Linked DNA regions of Macaca mulatta: region 1 is linked to region 2. Evidence: chromatin contacts called from public Hi-C data. All regions are on one chromosome and are shown on one strand. The core of a region is the stretch at or near the end of the contact, and the rest is flanking DNA. Distances in the headings are between cores, read along the strand shown. Region 1 holds the start of IRF2BP2 (interferon regulatory factor 2 binding protein 2). Region 2 overlaps LOC144338035 (a long non-coding RNA gene).

What was found. A called contact is a pair of places that touch in the nucleus more often than the background predicts.
Region 1: a contact with region 2 is called in a Hi-C map of CD4 T cells, with 7 times the contacts expected there. The contact joins the promoter of IRF2BP2 here to the enhancer-like site in region 2. A contact is called at or near these places in 9 of 14 Hi-C or Micro-C datasets (CD4 T cells, blood, cortical neurons and 5 more).

The regions. Positions count from the first base shown.
Region 1 is chr1:14,467,189-14,471,518 of T2T-MMU8v2.0, forward strand. IRF2BP2 (interferon regulatory factor 2 binding protein 2) reads left to right here and starts at 3,073. Exons shown (of 2, transcript XM_002808266.4): 1 at 3,073-4,330. The coding sequence starts at 3,765. It overlaps LOC106995060 (a long non-coding RNA gene), which reads right to left and starts at 4,007. Exons shown (of 9, transcript XR_013411791.1): 1 at 3,868-4,007.
Region 2 is chr1:14,336,943-14,340,865 of T2T-MMU8v2.0, forward strand. It overlaps LOC144338035 (a long non-coding RNA gene), which reads right to left. Exons shown (of 2, transcript XR_013411772.1): 2 at 1,273-3,923. Among named protein-coding and RNA genes, the nearest start is that of IRF2BP2, 130 kb to the right of the region's middle. Within about 2 kb of position 1,534, at least 13 of the 40 cell types and tissues checked have an H3K27ac peak or open chromatin away from gene starts, as enhancers often do. A contact at or near this core is called in CD4 T cells, where this site is marked.

The DNA of each region.
Region 1 (4,330 bases), core at 1,823-4,322, 130 kb after region 2:
TTCCTTATTCCTGCTTTTCTGATGGTGTCATACTGAATGGCTTTCCTTTTACTCCTAAACTGTATTTTTATTTAAAAAAAAAAAAAACACTCAGAAATTAGAGCTGGAGGTTGGTTTGTCTAGTCTCAGCAGGAGTGTTCTCCATAGAATATTTCCTTTAGTCCTTAAGACAAATTGCAACATTTCAGTGTTCTGGTGAAAAGCCAGCCTCATCCCGCTGCTTCGCCGACACTTGGCCCAGCATCTGCCTGCCTGTCGGTATATGAATGTGCAGGAGCACACTGCAGCCAACCCGGTAACCTTGACTCTGGGTGGCAAAGATGAGCATAATTCTCTTCTGAGAGGACCTGGTGCCTTAAGCAAGAGGGCAGAGTCTACGTGACTAAAACATACCAACTTCCTCTTTCATAAGTCATCACATGATGAACTACAATTACAATTCCTGCCTTGTCTCTGCGAATTGCAGACGCATTGCCTCACCCTAGAAACCCTGCTCCTGTGTGTGGAGGAGGCGGCTGTAACTGCTGCAGCAGCCGCTTTGGACGGGATCCAACTCCAGTCTGTGCCGGGAGGGAACGGTGGGTGGAAGACAAAAACAAAGCTATGTTTACTTAGCATACATCGATAAAGCTGCTTCAGAGCTACATGAAAGGCCAGGCAGCATGAAAGACTTCTGATACAATATAAGGAATTGCTGCCCTGGATCCAGCCTTAACCCCCTTGATTCCAGATCGAGCCCAGAACTAAAATAGCCTTTCCATTTTCCATCGGGCATTTCATTAGGGAAGTTACAACAACTCAGTTTCGACATGAAACTGGCAGTGTAAAGTAAGAAGGAAATGTTCTTCCTTTGGAGAAGAAAAGCTCTGTTCTACAAAGATCTTAGTATCTCTCAAGGCAGAATTTGTATCTCTAATTCTATTTTGGGATGGAGTGGCAGGCTCTCCCTTGAGGCCATTACAGTACCAGCTTGCAGAGAAATGAGTATAATTAGGCCACAGCTCTAATGGTGGGTTGTGTTTTCTTTTAATATGTTTCAGTCAGTGCTTAGTGGGGCCGTCTCTTGGGGGCGTTGAGTTGGTTCATTTCTCTGCAGCACAAGGACTGGACTTCATCCCCTTTGGGCAGTGACGCAGTGGGTGAAGCCATGTGCTGGAATGAGTGTCACAGGGTCTCTGAGGAGGATGACCAAAGGGACAGGTCTTCAAAGTGGTGTGCAACAGCAGGGCCTGGGAGTGACCAAACCCGCTGGCACCAGCTACTCCCGGGAAGGATCTGGGCAGGCCCCGTTCTCCCAGCTTGGAGAGGGTGAGGCAGGATTGCAATTGCAGGGCAAGATCCAGGAACAGATTGAGAGACCTTTAAAGCAAGCGCACCTTCTATGGAAATCCCCAAAAGGCATTCAAGGTTAGCCTGTAAAAACATTTAGGTCTGACATTACGTTTTCTGTGCCATTTTCGAACAGGTTTTTTCATGTGTTTTAAGCAGCTCCCTCCACTGTTTCTCTAAGGGTGTTTTTCCTCTTCCTTGTGGTTAATCCTTTGAAGCAACCTGGTATTTTCAATAGCAACGACTAGAGAGAAACGTCAGCAGGATTTTTTTTTTTCTCTCCACCTACCAATCCAGTTGTAGGAAAGATAATATAATTAGTACCCTGTTCTTCCCACACTTAACCAGCTCATTCCAGTCTCAAGGGAGAGTTGTGGGCCTGTGTTCCCAACAAAAGCAGCCCCAGAGGCCGCCCTTAAAGAGCTGAAGTGTAAAAGTCCCAATTGAAGAGCGACTAAGCCTACGTGTATTAGGGAGACTAACGACCAGCCCAAAGTGATTTACCATAACACACACCAGCTCCTCCTCCCGATAAAAGTGCGAAACTCAAGCATTCAATTCAGTCTGGGCTGAGTCTGAGGCTGCCAACGGTGGCAGAGCTGAAGGCCGCGCGGCTGGGCTGGGCTTACCCCAGCCTGGGTGGCATATAGGGCGCAAGTCTGCCCCCATCGGCGGCCCGCCCTGCGCGACGGCGAGCCAGCCAGCCGGTCGCCCCCACGGCCAGCGGGGACCCCGCGGAGGCGAGCAGGACTTCCCCCCACGACTCGCGCCCGCGCCTCCCGCCACCTCGAGTCCAAGTTCGGGCCCGGGGCGGCGCCTGGACGCCCAGACTCGCCGAAGGGGGTGGGGCCTGCGCTGTGACGCGGTCGCGCTGGCCGTACACCCCGGATCCCTGGAATGTGCATTCGTTCCACGAGGCCCTAGTGCCAGCGGCGCCGAGGCACGTCTGCGCGGAGCGTGCGCACACGCGGCGGCGGCCGCCCACGGTCCCGAGTCCACGTCACGCGCCCGCCGCGCAGACCTACATAAGGCGGCCGGGGCAACTGGCGCGGCGAGGCCCTAGCTGAACAGGGCGGGCTGGACGGGGCTAAGAGCAGCACTTGGTGTTCGCGAGCTGCTAATCCGAACCGCGCTCCCTCCCCTCCAGAGGGCTCCGTGGAAAACGCGCGAGCCAGCTGGCGGCGTGTGCACGTGGTGCTGGGCTTGGGAACATCCAGATTCTCCCTAGTTAGTAAAAGGGGCAGGCGGCGGGTATGTCCTTCCCAAGACAAATGCAAATGCAAAGCACCAGTGACGGATTTCATGCTCTTGTGTCCGACATTGAGCTTTCAAGTATAACTCCTAAAAAACCAGAACTGTGAACCACGCTAGACCTAAAATCCCCATTCTCAGGAGACTGACGGAAACCAAGTGACAAAGTGGCCTTGCATAAAAGAAAAAGAAATGGCTTTTAGCACGATTTGGTCCAGAGGCACACCAGGGGAAAACATCCTGAGGGTGGTCGAGACAGCCGGGTGGGGCGTGAAGTGAGGGAAAGTGGAGGAAAAGCACACGACCACTTTGCGCCGTGTTCCGAGGGGACACCAGCGCTGCGCTGCCGCGCTGCCCCGCGAGCGGGCGGGCGCCACAGAGCCGGCTCTCCCGACAGCGCTCCTTCGGCGCGCAGGGGGGAGGGGAGCGCGCGCGCGGGAGGGCGGGCACGCGCCCGAGGGGAGGGGGCCCGCGCAGGCGCTGTGCGAGACTGTCGAAGAATCAAGTCTGTAGAAGTGGAGCGGCCGCGGCGGCAGCAGCAGCAGCGACGGTGGCGGCGGCAGAGCTGAGGCGGGCTGGCCGCTGACGCTGGCGCTGGAGAGCGGCGACGCCAGGAGCTGTGAGAGAGCGGCGGAGCGACCCGGGGCCTGCGCCGCACCCGAGCTCCACGCCGCCCAGCCGCCGCCGCCCCGGCGCGGCATGCCCCGCCGCTCGGGCTGAGCCTGCCCCGGCGGCCGCCCCCCGCCCCCTGCCCCCCCGGCCTCCCCGCCCCCCGCCCCGCACACTGTGCCGGCCGCCGCCGCGACCTGCTGCGCTCCCCCGCGCCCGCGCGGCCCGTCTTCGCCCCGGTCTGGAGGCCCGCCGCGGCTCCAGCCGAGCCCCCGCCGCCGCGCCCGCCGCACCGCCGCACCGCGCCGCCCGCCCGCGCCCGCGCCGGCCGGGGGGAACTGCTGCCGCGGCTGCAGCCCCTCGCCTCGCGCCCGCCGCCCCTCGTGCACCGGGGGCGCTGCGCGGGCGCCGAGCCTTCGCGGGCTTTGCCGCCGCCGCCGCCGCCTTTGCGGCCGCCGCCGCCGCTGGTGGGGGAGACGCGGGGTTGGGGGGGGAGGAGGGCGCGCGTGGTGCCGGTGGGGGGCGGCGGCGGCGCCCCCTCCTCCTCCTCCTCCGGCGCCGCGGGCTCCTCGGACATGGCCGCGGCGGTGGCGGTGGCGGCCGCGTCCCGGCGGCAGTCGTGCTACCTGTGTGATCTGCCCCGCATGCCCTGGGCCATGATCTGGGACTTCACCGAACCTGTGTGCCGCGGCTGCGTCAACTACGAGGGCGCCGACCGCGTCGAGTTCGTCATCGAGACAGCGCGGCAGCTCAAGCGGGCGCACGGCTGCTTCCCGGAGGGTCGCTCCCCGCCCGGCGCCGCGGCCCCGGCCGCCGCCAAGCCGCCGCCGCTCTCGGCCAAGGACATCCTCTTGCAGCAGCAGCAGCAGCTCGGCCACGGCGGCCCCGAGGCGGCCCCGCGCGCGCCGCAGGCCCTGGAGCGCTACCCCCTGGCGGCCGCGGCCGAGCGGCCCCCGCGCCTCGGCTCTGACTTCGGCGGCAGTCGTCCGGCCGCGAGCCTGGCCCAGCCGCCGACGCCGCAGCCGCCGCCCGTGAACGGCATCTTGGTGCCCAACGGCTTCTCCAAGCTAGAGGAGCCTCCCGAGTTGAATCGCCAGAGCCCGAACCCGCGGCGCGGCCACGCGGTGCCGCCCACCCTGGT
Region 2 (3,923 bases), core at 284-2,783:
CCTGCCTTCTCCCGTCTTTGTCTGCTTCGCTCCCTGCTCTCCGCCCTTGCCTGCTCTCCTGGCTCCTCACACAAGCCAGGCTCATTCCTGCCCCGCGGCCTTGGACCAGCTGCTCCCTCCTCCTGGAATGCCACTCCCCAGGTCTCACAGAGCTGGCTTCTCTTAAGCTTGAAGGTCACCTCTGCAGAGAGGCCTCGGCTGACTGCCTAGGTGCCCTCTCCTGTCCTTATTCGTTAGAGACAGGGTCTCACTCTGTCGCCCAGGCTGGAGTGAAGTGGTGCGATCATAGCTTCTGCAGCCTCGAACTCCTGGATTTAAGCAATTCTCCTGCATCAGCCGCCTGAGTAGGTGGGACTACAAGCACATGCCACCGTGCTCAGCTCATTTTTAAAATTTTTTTGTAGACATGGGATCTCACTATATTGCCCAGGCTGGTCTTGAACTCCTAGCCTCAAGTGATCCTCCTTCCTTGGTCCCCCAAAGCTCTGGCATTACAGGCGTGAGCCAGCATGTCCAGCCTTTCCTGTTCTCTTCTGATTCTCTGCAGAGCAGTTATCACCATGCACTATTTCCTAGTTGATGTAGGTGGGGATTCATTCGGTTCTTGGATTCTACCCCCTAGACTGTGAGGTCCCTGGAAGCAGGTGCTTTGTCCATGTTCATGGCGGTCTCCCCGCCTGGGGGAGGGCCAGGTAGAGGGTGGGTACGGATTAACTCGTCTCCAGAGAGCCGGTGACTCCTGGTTTGAGGCAGAGAGGGACCACGTGAGCACAAGGGAGAGTCAGATTCTGCAGGGAGGTTATCCTTGGTGGTCTGGAGCAGAAACAGCGCCACGTTGGTCAGGTTCTGGGAAGCATCTGAGTGCATAGCCAAAGAAGCCTGCTTTCCACCAGGAGACCCCGAGATGCCAGAGAAAGCCTCAGGGGGCCAGAACCAGAAAGATTTGGGAGCATGGCAGTAGGGACTAGCCAGGGCCAGGAGGCTGGCATGTGAGAGACCGGGTTGCAGCCACCAGCCTCCCGTGCACGGCTGTGTGTGCCGGTGGCTCAGGTCCATATCCCAGCAACTTCCTGTTCCAACGCCCTCACACACATACACCCTCCGCCACCTCAGGAAGCACCAACAGAATGCTTCTCCATTTAAAATTCAAACTTACTGTCTACGTTGCTGTTTTTTTCTAACTTTGTGAGTGTTTTTCCTAATTACCAGTTGGGTTTTAATGAATCTAATGAATCATGTAGATATAAACACAGCACAGAGCATGTACAAATATACCAGTTCTTGCATTTATTCACAAGTGAGTATGCGAAAAAGAACGATTGTTGGATTCTCATTATTTGTCATCAGTTGAGGCCACGGGCCTGGGTCATTGTAAAAGTATGACTCAGTACCAGGGAAACACTGTACTAGCTTTGACTAGTCGCTCTTGTTCTTTTTAGGTTTTTTGTTGTTTTTTTTTTCTGCTCCTGCTGGCATTACTGCATTCCCCTTTGATGGTGAAAGAATGAGATCAATGAAGGTACCAGAGAATTTATCTGGCAGGATCTTCTCATCTTCCTTTTTACCAATTGTCAGAACTCGGTCTGATTTGCAAACCTGGAGGATGGACGGGTGTCTTGTTTGTTTCTGGTGGTTCCTTTTGTTTTATCTTCATGTTTCTGGTGGTTGGGTTTTGAACGTCAGCCTGTGGAGAGAATGCATCCTTCCTTGACTGAGATGAGAGCGCTTTGAAAATTGTAAAGCACGCACATTGTCAGTAGTTTTGTTGTTGTTGTTATTGGTTCCTTCCTCCAGACAGGGGCCTGGTTCCTGCTCTATTCCACCTTCTCCGCATTATAAAATCCTGAGCTTTAGACCATCCACCCCAGGGTCTCTGCATCTGCAGGAGAAGCGAATCTGTGGCTTCCCCTGCCCATGCTGGGAAGCCCCTGAGCTCCCTGAGATTGCAGGTGCTCTGGGGCCTGCAATTTGGTGAGCCTGTGCCAGAGCCGCCCCTGGAGGGAGCAGAGGCAGAAACCCTCTAGTTTATCTCCAATGGACGAAGTCCTTATCTCAGAAGCCACAACTCCCTGGCCAGGATGGGATCCAGGTTCCTGGACTGTCACCTAGCGAATCCACAATTGTCCAGAAGAAGCCTCCGAGACGGCCTGAAATGTAGCTTGAGCTGGCTGTCTAGGAGCTGGTGCACCATGGCGGTCCCTCCTCCCCTCTTCCCAACCCCACTGCTGCCCTGGAGCGGCTGACTCTCAGACGGAGCAGAGTCCATCCTGGGCCAGGCAGAACACAGCTGCCGTAAGCTGATGTGCAGGTGTTGCAGTAAATGTCTCTGGGGTCACTGCAGACAAGGACCGACTGTATACCTGGCAGGTCTCAGCAGGAACTCCCCCCCCCAGAGACTAGGCACGCCTCCCCTTCATCAGGTGTCCTAGTTACAAATTAGAATGATTCCAGAGTGTCAAGGCCTGCTGTCTCCCTCTCTTGTCTTGATCCCACTGACTGGGTTGTGACCTGTCTAACAACATCACGTAGGCTTTGCTGTGGCTTCACATGGAGTTAACAGACAATAAACATGCATGAAGTGCACACAAATCTCCGCAGCAGAAACCAGCCGGTGACTTTCTTTGGAGCCATGTCACCTGCCTAACCTAAACTCCAGCAGACACGACATAGACACTCCGGTGATCTGCGGCTTCAGGAACAGGAGCTGGGGCCTGTATTTTCCAGCGTGCTCATCCTAATCCACCAAAGGGCGTTCCTGAGGCACGCAGGGGATGCTATGCAGGCTTCAGTAGACGGCTTTTATTCTTATGCTTGATACTTCCTGCAGTTTTATGTTATCTTGTGCAGTTATAAGGAGATGGAGATAATATGCATGTTTGCCTTCTTCTGATTATGTACAGTGTCATTTTGCCAAAAATCTACACCAGCCACAAGGATACGTTTTGGCTGAATATTAGAGACTTTTCTCATTATATTAAAAAAACAAAAAAACAGAAAAACCCAACTAACCTCTCTACTGTTATCACACATAAAGTGATGTAAATGTGTGTGCCATTGCAATAAAGTCACAGTGAGCAGAATTAAATGCTCCAGGTGTGGGCCATGACTAAGCAGCATGACTGAATGAGGCATTTTCTGGTCTTCTTGCAGGCCCTTTCCTTGCTGGGATGGTGGATGGCTCAGTGAGCCATCAGAGAGCAATCACTCAGGTGGGTCTGCGTGGCCCTGAGACTGTTCACATTTTCAGCCATCTTTAAGGCTCAGTTTGCTTCTTCAGAGGCAGGAATTTGGAGCCCGCTGCGAGGACTTTGCTGAGTTCAGACTGCGCAGCTCAACTACATGCCTTTCAGGGGCTCATCCGCTCTGCTGGTGAATAACAGATGTTTGGCATTTCCAACAAGGCCGTGTGTCTTGCCAGGTTCTATGAAGACACTGGGGGAAATGTCCTAAAATGCAACCCCTGTCCTCAACGAGCTCACTGGGTGAAAAGCATGACATACAGAGGCAACACATGAGCAATAAGTCACTTAAGTCATGCTTGAGCATATCTCTGCAAATGTGTGGAAGAGATGGATGGACTAAACCCTCAGTGCAGCAGTGCAGATGTGGAGAGGGCAGCCACGCTCTGGTAGAGCTCCTGAGTGCTTCCTGTTTTGGAATGCCAGTGGCGTCTGCCCTCCTCACTGTTCAGCATGCATTACCATGCATTATCATGGGTGATTAGTAATTTAAAATTTTTATTTCCTGTAGCTCTCACACTTGATGGAGGAATCATCAAATGCTTTAGAGATGCCATCGGCCAAAATGGGGAGATCAAGGCAATCAGAGATACATGTGATTTGTTCAACGTCTCCAGGTTCCCCGTTCATCCAGCAGCTTGAGAAGTCAGTCTTTGGCTAGCAGGAAGAACAGACAGGCCCTGG